2 separate regions of the Oryzias latipes genome follow, and region 1 is linked to region 2. The links are chromatin contacts, called in public Hi-C maps. All regions are on one chromosome and are shown on one strand. Each heading gives the region's core, a stretch centred on a gene start, on an enhancer-like site or on the middle of the called end of the contact. The rest is flanking DNA. Distances are from core to core; before and after follow the strand shown. Region 1 holds the start of calm2 (calmodulin-2). Region 2 overlaps LOC101155292 (tetratricopeptide repeat protein 7A).

Region 1 (7,463 bases), core at 3,999-6,498, 62 kb after region 2:
CAAAAACTGTCTGTAAGGCGCAGTGACACCACTAACAGCAGAAAAGTGCAGTAATAGCACCCCGGGGGCTGTCTCAGTGCTCTTCCTGCTCTGTCAAAACTCAGCAGCTGCCGCCACGTCTCAGATATCCATCAGCGACCAGCATGCGCTCACCGCAGAGGCTGCACCATATTGCAACTTGAACCAAAGCTGACTGGTCAGCTGGAGCAGCGCCTTAACCGGCTCTCAAATGGGACAAATGATACAATCAGACAGCCTGTAGGATCCGTTTTCTTGGACTCCCAAGTTCCTCATAACCCGCAGATCCACATAAGGTCAACTAAAACCTGTTCCGAATGAGATGACATGGAGCTAATGAGGTGTTCAGAAAACTGATAAAAAGGAGTATGCAGAAGACTGTGGGGAGAGCGGCCATGCTGCTGACAGGAAGCAGAGCTTCTTGCATAGGATCAGGAATGAACCCATCAGAGGAACAGATCATGGTAGAGATGTGTTGAGAGGAAGGACAGTAATGATGTGGGTAAAAGGATATTGAGGTTGGAGCTAAAGAGGGGGTTCATTTAGAGAGGGGTTGGTGTGAACAAGAAGGATGTAGAGGTGAGGGTTAGATGGAGGTGACCCCAAAGGGGAGCAGCTGAAAAGCAAATATGCAGAAAAGAGAGCAGGTTGCAGCTCTCTGTCACCCGTGACAACGAGAAGGAAGGATCCAGTGATCAAAAACGCGTCTGCTGGATAGCGCTCCGACAGATACAGTACAGAGGGGCTCTATGAGCACGGTTTGCTTGAAGAAACTCTTTCACATGGTTTTGAGGTGTTAAAACCTCCATGACGGCATCAGCATGAGCTTCCTGTTCGCTTCTTTGTTTTGGCGTTGCAGTTCTGTTTCCAGCATGTCCTCGAGAGCAGCTCACATTTAACTTCCACAAGTAAAAAGTACCAGACAATACTTTGGAGTTCCACAAAATTTGTAGCGGAAACTTATGTTGCCTTCACCTGAGCGTGTCCCTAACTTCCTGCTTTGTACTCGCTGATGTTCAGTCCCTGTTTAACAAAGACTCCAGTGACACCTGATCACCAATAAGACTGTTTCTATAGCAGCGGCTCCGCTATCTATGAATTTTTCAGCGAACTGGCCGAGTGCAGAGTTAAATTTAGACCAGGATGACTGAGGGTAAGACCAGCTTTCACCCTGCTGGTGGTTTAGTCCTTGATGAGAAGTTCTGCTGAAGCAATATGGCTCTTATTTTGAACAGAGGAGCGGTGCAGTTTAGACTGATTGTGAAAATGTTGCAGAGCTTGTAAAACTTCGGGACTGCTGCTTGTTAAGAGTAACATGAGAAACAAAGACCTGTCATTAATGCCAAGAAAATATCATGCGCCCAGAAGAGAAGATGAAGGCAGTCTGACATGATTGGATTCTTACAAGTTTCTACCTGAATTTAATGTCATTACCATTTATGCAGCAATCCAACCTATTTTATATTTTAGACCTATGGTAACCTTGACATGACTTTCATTGCTCTAAATAATTTAAACACACGTCCACAGGGAGTGTTTGTTGCAGCATGCATGGACAATCAAGCATCCCTGAAGCTAAAACTGACATAAATGCTGGAAAAGACCAAACTACAGCTAGAAGTGGCCTGGAAAACAAACCCACAGGCAGAAATGATCCACATTGGAGCTTTATTTTGTCACTCATCAAAATAACAAACTCAGTATCTCTGCAAGCTACTGTAACAAACTCAAAAAAGGTACACCTTTATTTACACCAGTTTCTGATGAATCAAGATTGTGGCAGGAGCCAATTAAGACATGAGGCAGTCAGCTTCTGTGCCTGAACATGCAGCTCAGAAGAGCAGGGCGCCACCAGGCCAACCTGACGTGGAGCGCCGTGGCAGCCACTTCAGGGCGGGGGCCTTTGATCCCCTGAATGCCTTACATTTCAATGACAATACAACCGTGCTCTGAGCGCAGAACATTAAGAGGCAGTGGCTGATGCTCTTCTTGATGAATTTGATGATGGTAAGGTCGGCGGTAAACGAAACCTATTCTCTAACAAACATGGGAAGATTACAGGGTTTACAAACTGAATTATCCATTTTAAAAACCGAGAAAACAAGACAATTTTCCAATCTGGGTAGATTGTAAATTTTATTGGAAAACAAATATACAACTTGGAATGGATTTATTTGAAGCATGACCTGAAGTCATTTAAAAAAAAAATTTTAGTGAGTAAAACATTAAAAAGCATGGTAAGATTAGTCATTTTCTGGTATACAGAACAGCAGATACAAAAGAGTTTGTACGAGTACCAAGGAGATACACCCGTGTCATTTTTTTGCAGTAGTGCAATGCTGAGATTTCCATATATACTTTGTCCATAGTCCATGCAGAGTCAATGCCTCTACATTGCTCCCATGCCAGCATTGCTGCCAAATTGACAGCTTGCTGACAGGTTTCCAATGTCGCCAGGTGTGGAGGGGCCCCGAGCACAAAGCACAAGTTCTCTGGCTCCCAGGGGTCTCCACAGGCTTCTGGTTATATGACCATTCCGTCACTCCAAAACACCATGACAGCAAAAGAAAGGGACATGGGGACAAGAGCCTATGCAGTTTACATGCAGTTCCTTTGGACAGCAGAAGGGGGCAGGGACGAGTGGAGGGGCTATTAAGATTTTACAGATAAATTACACAAAGAAAAAGGCAAATTTATATACGAAATCTGTACAAGGCCTTCACTTCGCCGTCATCATTTGTACGAACTCTGCAGAAGGGGAAAAAAAAAAAAGGAAATCTAAAAAAAACTGCAACTTAAAATTATCTACCAAACAAACAGGAAGCAAAAGCCCTACCTTCGTAGTTGACCTGTCCATCTCCATCAATGTCTGCTTCTCTGATCATCTCATCTACTTCCTCGTCGGTCAGCTTCTCTCCTAGGTTTGTCATCACATGACGCAGCTCAGCAGCACTAATGTAGCCGTTGCCATCCTATAAAGTCAGTCAGTGAAAGTTTTCAAAAAATAAAAATACAGCAATCTGCATATCCTGAATAAGGACATTTACCTTGTCAAAGACACGGAATGCTTCCCTGATCTCCTCCTCGCTGTCTGTGTCCTTCATCTTCCGGGCCATCATGGTTAGGAACTCTGGGAAGTCTATCGTTCCGTTTCCTGTAGATTTAAAAAAAAAAAATGAAGATGAAAAAACGATAAAGTCATGTTAAGCATTACAACAGAGAAACCTGAAGACTGCTGCTGGACAGATGTCTCACCATCAGCATCCACCTCATTGATCATGTCCTGCAGCTCTGCCTCTGTGGGGTTCTGGCCCAGAGACCGCATGACTGTACCCAGCTCTTTGGTGGTGATGGTACCATCTCCATCCTTATCAAAGAGCGAGAAGGCCTCCTTGAACTCTGTACACCACAAAACAGAAGCAGATTAAAGTCTTTAGGAAAACAAATGGGTAGAGAATTAGCATCAGTTGGGACAAACAAAAATCCAAACCAAGAATGACTCAGTTCAGTGTAAAGCTACAGTTTGACGCAATGCTCCAACTACCATTGTTTTAGGGTAAACAATGACAGCAAGCACCAGCTCAAGAGCAGACCCAGGCTGCAACAGCTACAAACCGGCGCCCTTGTGGTTTGGAGCAGCCACAAGGGACGACGATAACACGCCTGTCAAGTCTGATGAGCCAAACGAGGTAAAAAGCAGCATGTCCATGTTATAAAACCAAACAGAACTTCTAGAGTACTACAGACCAACAACACCTGTGTGGATTTTACTGTCCAACGACTGTCATTTTACATTATATTAAAAAAAAAGTACCCAAAAAAAGTCCAAACAAAAAGCAGACCAATTAATTTGGGTTATAGCACATTCTTATGCTTTTAAAAATATAAAGAGAAGTTCCATCACTAAAACAAACTTTGCCAGATGGGGCAAAAAGTTTTCACATAGAGTCATCTTTGCATCTCATATGAATCCAAGCAGCTAGAGCAGTTCTTGCTTTCCATGAACACACCCAGGGCAAAGGGCGACTGCAGACACCTCAGCAAAGCCTGCTGCCCCTCCAGATTACATCATTTATTACATGGCAACCGGCAAAATGCAAAGTTCTCTCAATGAGGGAGTCCTTCGGCGCTTCAGCAACGGCAGTTTAATTCTTCCATTCCTGTTTTATGACTGGGTAGGCTGCCCTGGAGAACGCCTTAAAAGGCAGAAGTGTAAATCCACTGCATGGGTGGGAAAGATCCAGGACTCGGGTCACTACAGGTTTTGAGGGGACGATGGGGTCAAAGCAGTGAAGTCTTACCAGCGATCTGCTCCTCTGTGAGTTGATCGGCCTGAAAAGAGAACAGATTAAGCCATTATTAGAAAAGAAAAAAAACGTGGAATTTTCACCAACAAACGCCCTCATTTCCCAACTCCGTGATGTTCACTTTGTTCTATTTAGCACCACGCATATGAGACACCGATGACGCCCGCGGCTATATCGCCCAAACTACTCGAGACAGAAGCAAAAACAGAACGTTCTATTCAACGGAACCACCGACGAAACTGGACCTCAGAGCACCGCTCGACAAAGCCGCTTTAGCGCAGACAAAAGACGGCTCCCAATTTGGCGGTAAATTTTAGCTATGATTAGCTATGGCTAACACCCATATGAGCCGCCTCAGCCGCGAGCGGACGACTCTCCGGAAGTTAGACCATCCAACCCGACGGGTTATTCTACCATACGGCTGTTTAAATGTGTAGTTTAACGACACATTTGTCCTATTTTAGCACGAATTTTGGGTATAGTTAGAATGCGGTTTAGGCTTTCAAACACGCATCATAAAAAGGGCACGCAACGCCCATGTATGTATTGTATCCGGCTTACAGCGCCAATATTGTAATTATGGTCTCATAGCACGTCTACCGACAGTAACGCTAACCCCAATAAACACACTTATTTCCACGTCACCACGAAATTGTCGCAAAATGGACGAGCGAAGCAAATGAGAATGGAGAAGAAAAAGGTTTCCCTTGACGAAATGTTTCCCAGCAGATCTGTTTAAACCAGTCTCAATACTCTATAAAGGTAAACGCAAGAGTAAAACGTAGTTTCGTAATTTCTTACCATTTCAGTGTTGATTCAAACGCTGTTGGACGCAAAAAATCCGTTTAATAGGGAAGGCGAACTGCCGCTACTAAGACTGAAAATCTCTATGAACACACTGAGGAGACAACTGGACTCGCCTTTAACGGCTACGCTAAACCCCTCCCCTTTTCTATATCCCTCCGCCAGCTTCCTTACCCTTCCGATTCCAAATAAACTATCCGAACCGTTTAAAGGTACATTTATTTACTTAAAAAATACAAACCGATAACTCAAACCTAATTTTATTAGTGCTGTTTCAGTATATGGATATTTGACATAGTATACAGGGTATTTCCATCGGTCTACATGGCTGCGTATGAATACTTTCTGCTACGCTGTGATGGGGACAGAAACGTAGCTGAAAGAAATGGCGCTCTCTGATTGGTGAGTTTGTACCTGCAATGCGTCACTCCCAGGGTTTGCTGTGCCGCTGCATGCTGTCCATAGACATCCTAGTCAACGCCACAGGCGGAGCAGACTGTTGAATGGTGTATACATATGGGCATCACCTTTAGGGATGCCCGTCAGGAGACTTTTGTGAAGTTTGGGACTTGAGGAGCCACTTTTGTCCCATTATTTACTATATTTTGCCAATATATTACAATTTCTGACTACATTGCTTGTCATGTTAAGACAATGTGCTTTTAAAATTGTGCCATAGACTGAAAGTTGTATCACTTTCTTTGGTTGTATCTCCATTGAAGAAATGTCAAAGTTAAACCATGCATCTACAAATATTGTAAGTTCCTGCTGTTAGATGATTGTGGGTCTAATTGGCCTGCTGGTATCTGATATCCTGACGTCTTACGCTTCACTGCTCTCCGGCCTCCCAGTGACCACCTTTATCTGCGCTGACGCCATGGCAGACACTGAGCTGGAGGTGCAAATAGGGAAGGTTTCAGGAACCTCTTATTGCTGTACCAGAAGGTGTTGTCCTTAAACCACCTCTTCCTTACTCTGAACTCTGCAGGGGCAGATTGGCACCACAGTAAGATAATTATGAGCATCTCATACTTCGATGTGCAAAGTGACGACTCAAAGTGGTTCCCCTCTCCCATCCGCACAGGTGATTCTGCCAATGCCGCGTGATCTGAGCAATCTCAGGATGTGGAACGCGTTACCCTATGCTAACTAATCTGGAGCACACTGGATTCTTTCATTTCAATCTGTTTTCTTCTTAGGGGGATTTTGTCACTGTGCAGATTATGTAATGCTGGAGGTGACTGCACAAAGACCTCAATCTGTCACAAGAACCATATAAGCTGCAGCATGTGCAAACGACTGCATGCAGAAGTGTGCACCCTCACCTTTTACCTTTTTTGGCAATGAGTATAGAAAATAAAAACAATAGGATTTGTTTTTTTCTGTTTGTGAATGCTTTGGGATTAGGTTTACTCCACCAGTTTGGAAAATCTCAGACATTTGCATAAGGTTAAGATCTACGGAAAGGTGAAAGTCAATCCACGGCAAACACCGAAACCCCAAAGATGTTATTTAACAGTTTATAAAACTTGAAACTAATCTTCCTTGTGTAAGACCTGATTCTGATCTAGAAGTCCATAGTAACGTATGTTTTCTGCAGATAAAACTCTGCTCAAGTTAAGCACTAGTTATGTTACGTTCTTTCCCATTATCAGCATGGTGAATATGTAACTGCCCCACCCAGACGGCTTTGTCTGCTCTCATTCTTTACTGTTGAGGTCAAAGGCTGCTGGAAAGTCCAGTTTGTTTCCTTGTTGCACAATTAAGTCCTCAGATAAAGCAGCTTTCAAGAAAAATAAAGACAAAAAGCTCATTTGCGTGTGGAGGTGGCAGATGGGGACTATGAGGTAATAAATCCCAGCAACTAATATGAGATGTTTACCTGTGTAACTGAAAGACGGGGACGGCTTTATTAATGAATGAGGATTTGCAATGCACCTGCTGGTTCTGTGCCAGATGAGCCGATCGCTTTCCACGGGAGACAATCGTGCCTGCTCGTGCTCCACAGACGTTCTGAGTGAAAAGACGTCTCTATTGTCTGCACCTGTGTTTGATCATCATGTGAGATTACCTGTCAACACTCAGCGATGCGGCACAAAAGTGAGAAGAATTCAGTACTAGCTGTGATGTGCTCTGGAGCTAAACTTCATGCTCAGCTAAAGGTGAAGTGCATCGGCCTTCAATTGAAGGGTTGCCAGGGTTGCCAGCCAGCCAGCTAAAGGAGCTTTTGCAATCTTGCACCAAGAAAATTAGCAGCACAAAGTCCAAGACTAAAACCAAACCTGCAGGCTTTTGGGAACTACCTTTGGCAGAAAAATAGACTTCAAAAACTGA
Region 2 (6,898 bases), core at 3,858-6,357:
CTCATGCTAACTGTCAGGCACAGTGGAGGTTGTATGATGATTTTCAAAACCTTTATTTGGGTCACATCACCTGCACACACTTTGGCACTTTGAGACTAAAGCTTATTAGACATAGACTCATTCAACAGAATGATGACCTGCAAAGGATTTGTCTCATTTCTTTCAGACAGAAGTTCTGGTTCTGGCTCCACACCTCGGCAGTTTCTGGCAAACAGTCTATGAGTAGCAATACAAAAAACTCGGTTCCTATTAATTCCATTGCAAAATCGTTAAAAAACTTTATATTCTTACTTATATAAGTATTTTTTAAATGCCAGTCTTCACTGATTTCAGTAGTATCTATAAGTATTTAGAAGCTAACTGTTTGTGTTGATTGTTCAGTTCAAGGAAGCTGAGACTCTGTCCAAAAGGGTGGTGTCCATGGGGGAAGAAGCAGGGGAATTTCTGCCCCGAGCTTACCTGGCCCTTGGACTCTGCTTCAGCCGTCAGGCTTCTGAGGGTAAGAAACTCCTCACCAAAAAAATCCCACACAACTGGGATAGAGACAGCACATTTCTTCCTTGTTGGTCAGGATCCAAGATTGTACAAGTTGTCCTTCTTAAAAAGATGAGAGAGGTCTTTAATGTTCATCATAGATACACTTCAACTGTGAAAGACAGAATGTAAGAAACAAATCCAGAAAATTACCTGTCCACACCCCTAAACAGTCAGACTGCAACCTCTCCCCCATGACCAAGGAGCTGAAAGGACAGCAGGGATAGGATTGTAGACCTGAACAAGACTGGGATGAACCAATCTGCAATGAACTAGCAGCTTGGAGAGAAGAGATCAACGGCAGGAGCAAATATAGAAAATGGGAAGAAATACAAGATCACGGACATTGTGCCTCCACCTGGAGCTTTATGCAAGGTCTCACCTGTTGGAAGGACAAATGACCTGGAAAACGCAAAGGAAACACCCAGAAATACAAGGGGGGACTGGTCAATGACCTGGAGAGAGCTAGCACCGCAGTAACAAAGGTTACCATAGTAACAAAGGTTACCATAGTAACACACAATGTCATCAAATATTCAAATCCGCCAGTGGTCCAAAGGTCCCCCTGCGCAAACCAGAACTGTTGTGGTTTGGGTTCTGTTTGTGTTGTATTCAACTTCCTGTCTTATTTTGAAGGTTCTTCCTGCCTGTCTTAGTTTGAGTTTTTAGTTTTTACTTCCCTGGTACCAATCTCAGTCCTGTTTGTATGTATGTCTTGTCTCTGCCTTCCTCTGTGCTGGTCCATACAGTCTGCTACCATGTTTTTCTGTGTACCCCGTGAGTTGGTTTTCTAGTTTCCTGGCTTGGCAGCACCTTTTGTTATATTAAAAATCCCTGGTTTTTTGGAACATCCTGCCTCCCGTCTCTGCATTTGGGTCCTGCACCAATCCCTCGACAAAACAAGAACATACCCAGACCCATCTAAAGGAAAACGATGAATGGTCCATGGATAGTGAGATTTTGGACAAGAGCATTTCAAAGTTTTGGAGTGGACTTGGTCATCTTTAAACCTCAATCTATTAGCCCTTGTGCTATCCTATGACCCCACCCTTACATTGACGTGTTCTCCCTACCATGACAAAGGTGGATAAGGGTGGAAAGATTTCATGTAATCCATGGACACCAGTGAAGATCACAAATTATTGAAGAAAAAAGGTTCAGAGCACTGTCTAGTGGGGTCTAGATGACCCAACTCACAATGTTAAAGGGCCTTGGATAGCACAAGGGTTAGAGAATCTGCGGAGGGAGTGGAAAGTTTTCTTTTTCCAGCAACAGCCCCAAACATCACAGCTCTAGATGAGATCTGCATGGTGGAATGGACCAAAAAAAGCAGCTACAGTGTGTGGAAAGATCAGCAACCGAATACTTTTCTCTGTACCATAATACTTTAAAAATTATTTAAAAAAATAAACAATATAGTTTCCTGGATTCATTTTGGTACTTTTTTTTTCTCTCATAGTTGAAGTATATGTATGATGAACATTACAGACCAAACTCATGGTTCCCGCAAATCAACTAGCAGAATCGCGGATCCAAAAGAGACCCTTTTGCACCACTGTATGTTCTGTGATTTGAGACCATGGAGTGGGTGAGGTGTTAGCATGAATCCTTGTCTGCAATGTGATATAATGTAACAAAACCAGATCTGGTCTCTCCACAGCTTCCCTCAAAGACGACAGGAATGAATTCAACAAAAAGGCCCTGCAAGTCTTAAATAAGTATGTTTCACTATGACGCACTGCTTTCTCAGTTACTAAATATACGTTTTCTCACATGAACATGGTTCAAAGTCCTCGCAGATGGTGTGTCTCTCAGCTTTGTGTTTGCCATGCCCATCACTTTGGTACTTGTGAGCGCATAAGAGGGGAAAGGGTCTTTGGTGTCTCAGCCTTCACACTGACAGTTGCTGGTAAAAAAAAAAAAAGGTTTAACCCGACACAGGACCCAGAATAAACCAAATTTTCATTTACTTAGAATTAACCAAAAAAACATTTTTATGTGTCATTTTATATCTTAAAGTCCCACTCCGATTATCTTTTGATCTATTGTAAAAGTGGTCTTTTAACTATAATTATGTCATTTTTAGCCAAAATCAAAAACCTGTGTTGTTTTCTAGGACATAGTTTAAGCAGAGCAGCAGCACCTCATTAGAAATTTGCCTCTGAGTTGTGGAGCAAGCCCACCCCCACTTCCTTCATCCATACTGTAACTAAGCTCTCTGTTTACGTGCTCTCTCGCTTGCCTACAGCCCCTTACAGCCCCAACCTAACATTACCAGTGAAACAAAATTGCTGAGACGTACAGTCCAGACGTACAGTTTTGAGTCAGATTCCAGCTCAGACAAGGAAAACAATGACGCACATGGATCTGTTTGTCTGCAAGTGGATGCATCAGAATGGAGCAGAGCAGGAAGCTTGTGACCTGTCCAGTGTATTTTCTACGTCACAAATACAATCTTTTTTCAAACGGCATATTTGTGTCCCCTCCAAATTCACAACAATTTGAAAAAAGAAATACTCAGAGATGCAATTGTAAGCTTAATTTTCTTTATATATGCTCTCCATCATCAGAAAAATACCACAAGAACATGCTAAAAACACAGTTTTAATCGCAGGGGATCTTTACGTTTACAAACCCCCGTACTTGAGAACAGGAAGCTATGACAAATGAAAAAAAGCAGATACGGCAGGTAGAAGTCTTGCAACAAGCTTTTCCCGAAAAACAGAGTTTGTGGCTAAGTTGAAGTTAACTTTCAAACCCAGAGGATGTAGAGACATTTGACTGAAGTGAATGACCCTGGGAGTATTTCAGGCAGGCAACTTGAGCAGTGCGTTTACCTGGTTACTCCTCCCTGAGGGCGGTTCAGTTTAATCAACTCACCTGTTTAACGTCCTACATAAGTTCCAGGTGCGCGTTCCAATCCCTCTTCTTCCATTTCCGCGAGCCCTGCATTCGTCAACCCCCCAGCTTTCACCTGTGAGTGAAAGCCGGGGGGGAGGTGATCTTTGTTTTATGTAACTGAACGGAGCCTTATGCCAAACTAAAAAAAATATGGAAATTCATTTTCTTACTGCATGAGTTGTCTGACTGAAATACCATTGGAATGTCTTCCTGGGAAGGCATCATGGGAAAAAGTTGTGTGGCCAACCCTGGATAGACTTTAAGAATTTATATCTCTGCTGGTTGTGAGACACTATGGTGTCCTCCTGGAAAAGCTGGCCAAAGGGAGGGAGGTCTGGGGCTTGTTTTCTTACAGCTGCAACCCATACCTAAACTACTAGAAGTTATCAGTTGGTTGGTACATGTTTCCAAACTGGAAAACGTCCTGGAAGTGTGGTTATATAACCCTTCCGTCTGAGGTGCTGCTTACGTTACTTTTTAGAAATGCTTGTATATGCTCTGTTTGATAAAGCAGGAAAAATGAAAGTTGCCTCTGCAAATGTTAGATTTTTTTTATTTGATTTGATTTTTTTTTTTCAGTCCCCCAAATTCTGCCTTTCAGATTAGTGCTGTTCAGGTGATAAGTGCGTGCTCCTTGCTCACACACTGACTGTTAGAAATAAGGAAATGAGACAGTCTTGTTTCCTACAAGTGTCATTCAGGCACTGATCAACACACCCCGTGCATTCAGCATTTGTGCGCCATCAATAAGAAGCCAATAAGCTCACCTTAGTAATGGCTAGAGTGTTGTGTAAGGGCATCGTCCAACAGCCTCACTTGTCTGTCATAAGTGTGTGCGACTTGCATTATCCTTATAAATACTTCACAATGCATTAATCACATGCATGACAATGGTACGTTCTATTTTTATGGCGTCCCTTTAGTCACACCCCCCTCTTAAGATGCAGCCACTCCTCTCTACGACTCTCCACAGGCCCTGACAACCCAAAAACCTGCAGCACCCGTACGGGTCAAACCCCCATACAGGTGCACGTGACTAAAGTTTTACTTCAAGACATGTTGTCAGTCTAAAACGACTTGTTCACATGTTCTAATGTTCTGACATGTTTGTATATCTGTTGTTCTTCTGCAGAGCACATTCACTAGACCCCAAGGATGCAAAGATTTCTTTGAATCTGGCTCTGCAGCTGGCCATTGTTCGGCAGGTACTAAGAAGCAGCAAAAGTTTTCACTTTTGATCCTCAGTTCGTTGCAGCCTTTATCTGAAAATAGAAGCGTTTATTTTGAAGGTCTCAGCAGCCATGGAGCCCCTGCAGGCAGCGTTATCACTCCATGGGGATGACTTACACTCCCTCCACCTGTTGACCCTGCTGTTGAGCGCCCAGAAGCATCACTGTCACGCTCTGGAAACCCTCAACCTGGCCCTCAGCCAGCACCCCGACAACCTCAAGTAAAATCCACAGCCACATCTAAACCCGCACGCTGAATAGAGGAGATTTCAATCTATACGCTTATGAAACTTTGAGTGATACTTTTGTGAGTGCTTGCTAGGAAGAGTAGCTGCTGTAGGTGGTGCAGGGAAGACCCGTCCAAACACAAGCCCCTCTCTCTCCGTGGGGATTGGGTGTCTCGCCTCAGCTATGTTGGAGGCCGACCGCACAGACACTCACACACTCGACGCCTTATTTAGACGTTCCCAAGTGGAGGGCTGCATTGCGGTACCGGTTCCCCCCTCATACACTCTTACCCTTTGCACACTGCAGCTGCGACCCCGAGCCAAGTGACGTTTTTATGACACAACAGACACTTCCTAAAGGAAAAACTCACCTCTCTTGTTATGAAGAGGAGCTTAAGCCAACTTAAAGGTTAAAAGTATTCCAACAATTAATGGTTTTGGACATAAATAGAAGCACTTGACAGTATTAACCCTTTATCACTTTGCATATTTTTGACAACATTTTTTATTCCTGTAAAATATTTATGTATGGAGTGAAAAGAAAAAGTGCAAACTCATTACATCACTTCACAGACTCACCTTTCATCCAGATCCTCCCTCATCATTATCATGAGCTGTGGGTCCGTGTGGCAGGCGACCACAGCATCAAGACGGACATTATTTACTTCACATTGACATGGAAGCGTGTTGCATCACCCCTCTGATGTGGTCTCTGTCTGCTTCAAAGCTGCGTAAATTTCATAATGCAACCATTTGGGGTCAGTGTTGGCCTCCATGGTCCCACCGCAGACAGATGGGGCGCAGTCATACATCAGGAGGAAGAGGAAATACAGCACAAAAAAAAGGCTGATTAAATAACGAAGGACATTAGAGCCCGACTGGGAGAAGAAAACACAGAGATGGAGTGGGTGGATGCTTTTATAATTACAAAAGCCTCACTGGTGGCTGCTGTGTGTTTGTGTGCGTGTGTGTGTACACTTGGAAGATAGATGTTTTATGTCTACATGCACAATCAAACACTTGCAGACACACACCTCCTCCATAGAGACACTTGACTGCTTTGACCCATTTAAAAGCTCTTTTCTGGGCTCAGCCAATTCCCCCCACTCTAAACCAGAAATCCCCATCGCCCCGGTAACCGTAAGGTCATACAAGCAGAAGAGGCGGATGCGGTTGTTGTTTTAAAACTGTTGTTGGGGAGAAGAGACTAAGACGCAAATGAATCTTTCAGGAGATGTTGCATACGTTTTACCTTGTGTCAGGTGACAGTTTGTAGTATATGTGTGTCTGTGTGAGTGTGTGTGTGGGTGTGTGTGTGGGGGGGGGTGCTCACATGAAACTACTCAAACTTATGAAACAGCAAGCTGTGACCTGTTGGTTGACTCTGAAATGTGTGTTTCTGGAAAGAAGAGAATAGCTTGTATGTTCCGGAAGATTCCTGGAAACGTGGTTTTGCAGTAACTGAGAGGATCTAGAGAACAGGATCTCCTTCCTGTGGCCTCAGATCCCAACATGAACACATTTTGATCCAATTACAACTCAAACTTAAAACACAATGATGTGCTTTTACACTGTAACTACAGTTTTGGTGTATTGATCTTTTTGTCAGAGAAATTAGGCCTTTTTTTTGCAATCTTTACAAAATTACAAAAACATATTTGACAGTCACCGATTTTGCAAGTCCCTCCTTTAAAATACGATCTTATTTCATGTGATCAGCTTTAGTTAAAATGTTTTATTGAAAAATATTACAACTTTGCGGCTTCATATGGTTCTGGATCCTGGAGGGACTGAACAAAAGTTCACCTCAGTATTCTGTAATGTAACCCTGGTTTCAGTGACAGGGTTAAGATTTTTCTGTAGGTCTTCTGCCGGTTTGCACTGTAGCTGCTGTCTTGGTCCATTCCTCCTTGCAGATCTTCTCAAGAGCTGAGCTATTTTAAGGCTTTTTCTATTCCTGTCACTTATTCTCTATTGCATTGAGGTCCAGAGACTGGCTAGACCACT

The links. Hi-C and Micro-C count contacts between places; a contact is called where the count stands out from the background.
Region 1: a Hi-C map of fibroblasts shows a contact between it and region 2, with 2.5 times the contacts expected there. The contact joins the promoter of calm2 here to the enhancer-like site in region 2. A contact is called at or near these places in 5 of 5 Hi-C or Micro-C datasets (embryo, fibroblasts and gastrula embryo).

Annotation. Positions count from the first base shown.
Region 1 is chr15:6,686,312-6,693,774 of ASM223467v1, forward strand. It overlaps calm2 (calmodulin-2), which reads right to left and starts at 5,249. Exons shown (of 6, transcript XM_004076927.3): 1 at 5,127-5,249; 2 at 4,320-4,350; 3 at 3,274-3,417; 4 at 3,066-3,172; 5 at 2,855-2,990; 6 at 1,670-2,766. The coding sequence starts at 5,129. The coding sequence ends at 2,738. It overlaps LOC105355740 (a long non-coding RNA gene), which reads left to right and starts at 7,003. Exons shown (of 3, transcript XR_002291782.2): 1 at 7,003-7,229.
Region 2 is chr15:6,624,879-6,631,776 of ASM223467v1, forward strand. It overlaps LOC101155292 (tetratricopeptide repeat protein 7A), which reads left to right. Exons shown (of 21, transcript XM_023963404.1): 13 at 382-499; 14 at 2,195-2,252; 15 at 4,568-4,640; 16 at 4,725-4,885. Among protein-coding and RNA genes, the nearest start is that of LOC101155292, 34 kb to the left of the region's middle. Within about 2 kb of position 5,108, at least 3 of the 8 cell types and tissues checked have an H3K27ac peak or open chromatin away from gene starts, as enhancers often do.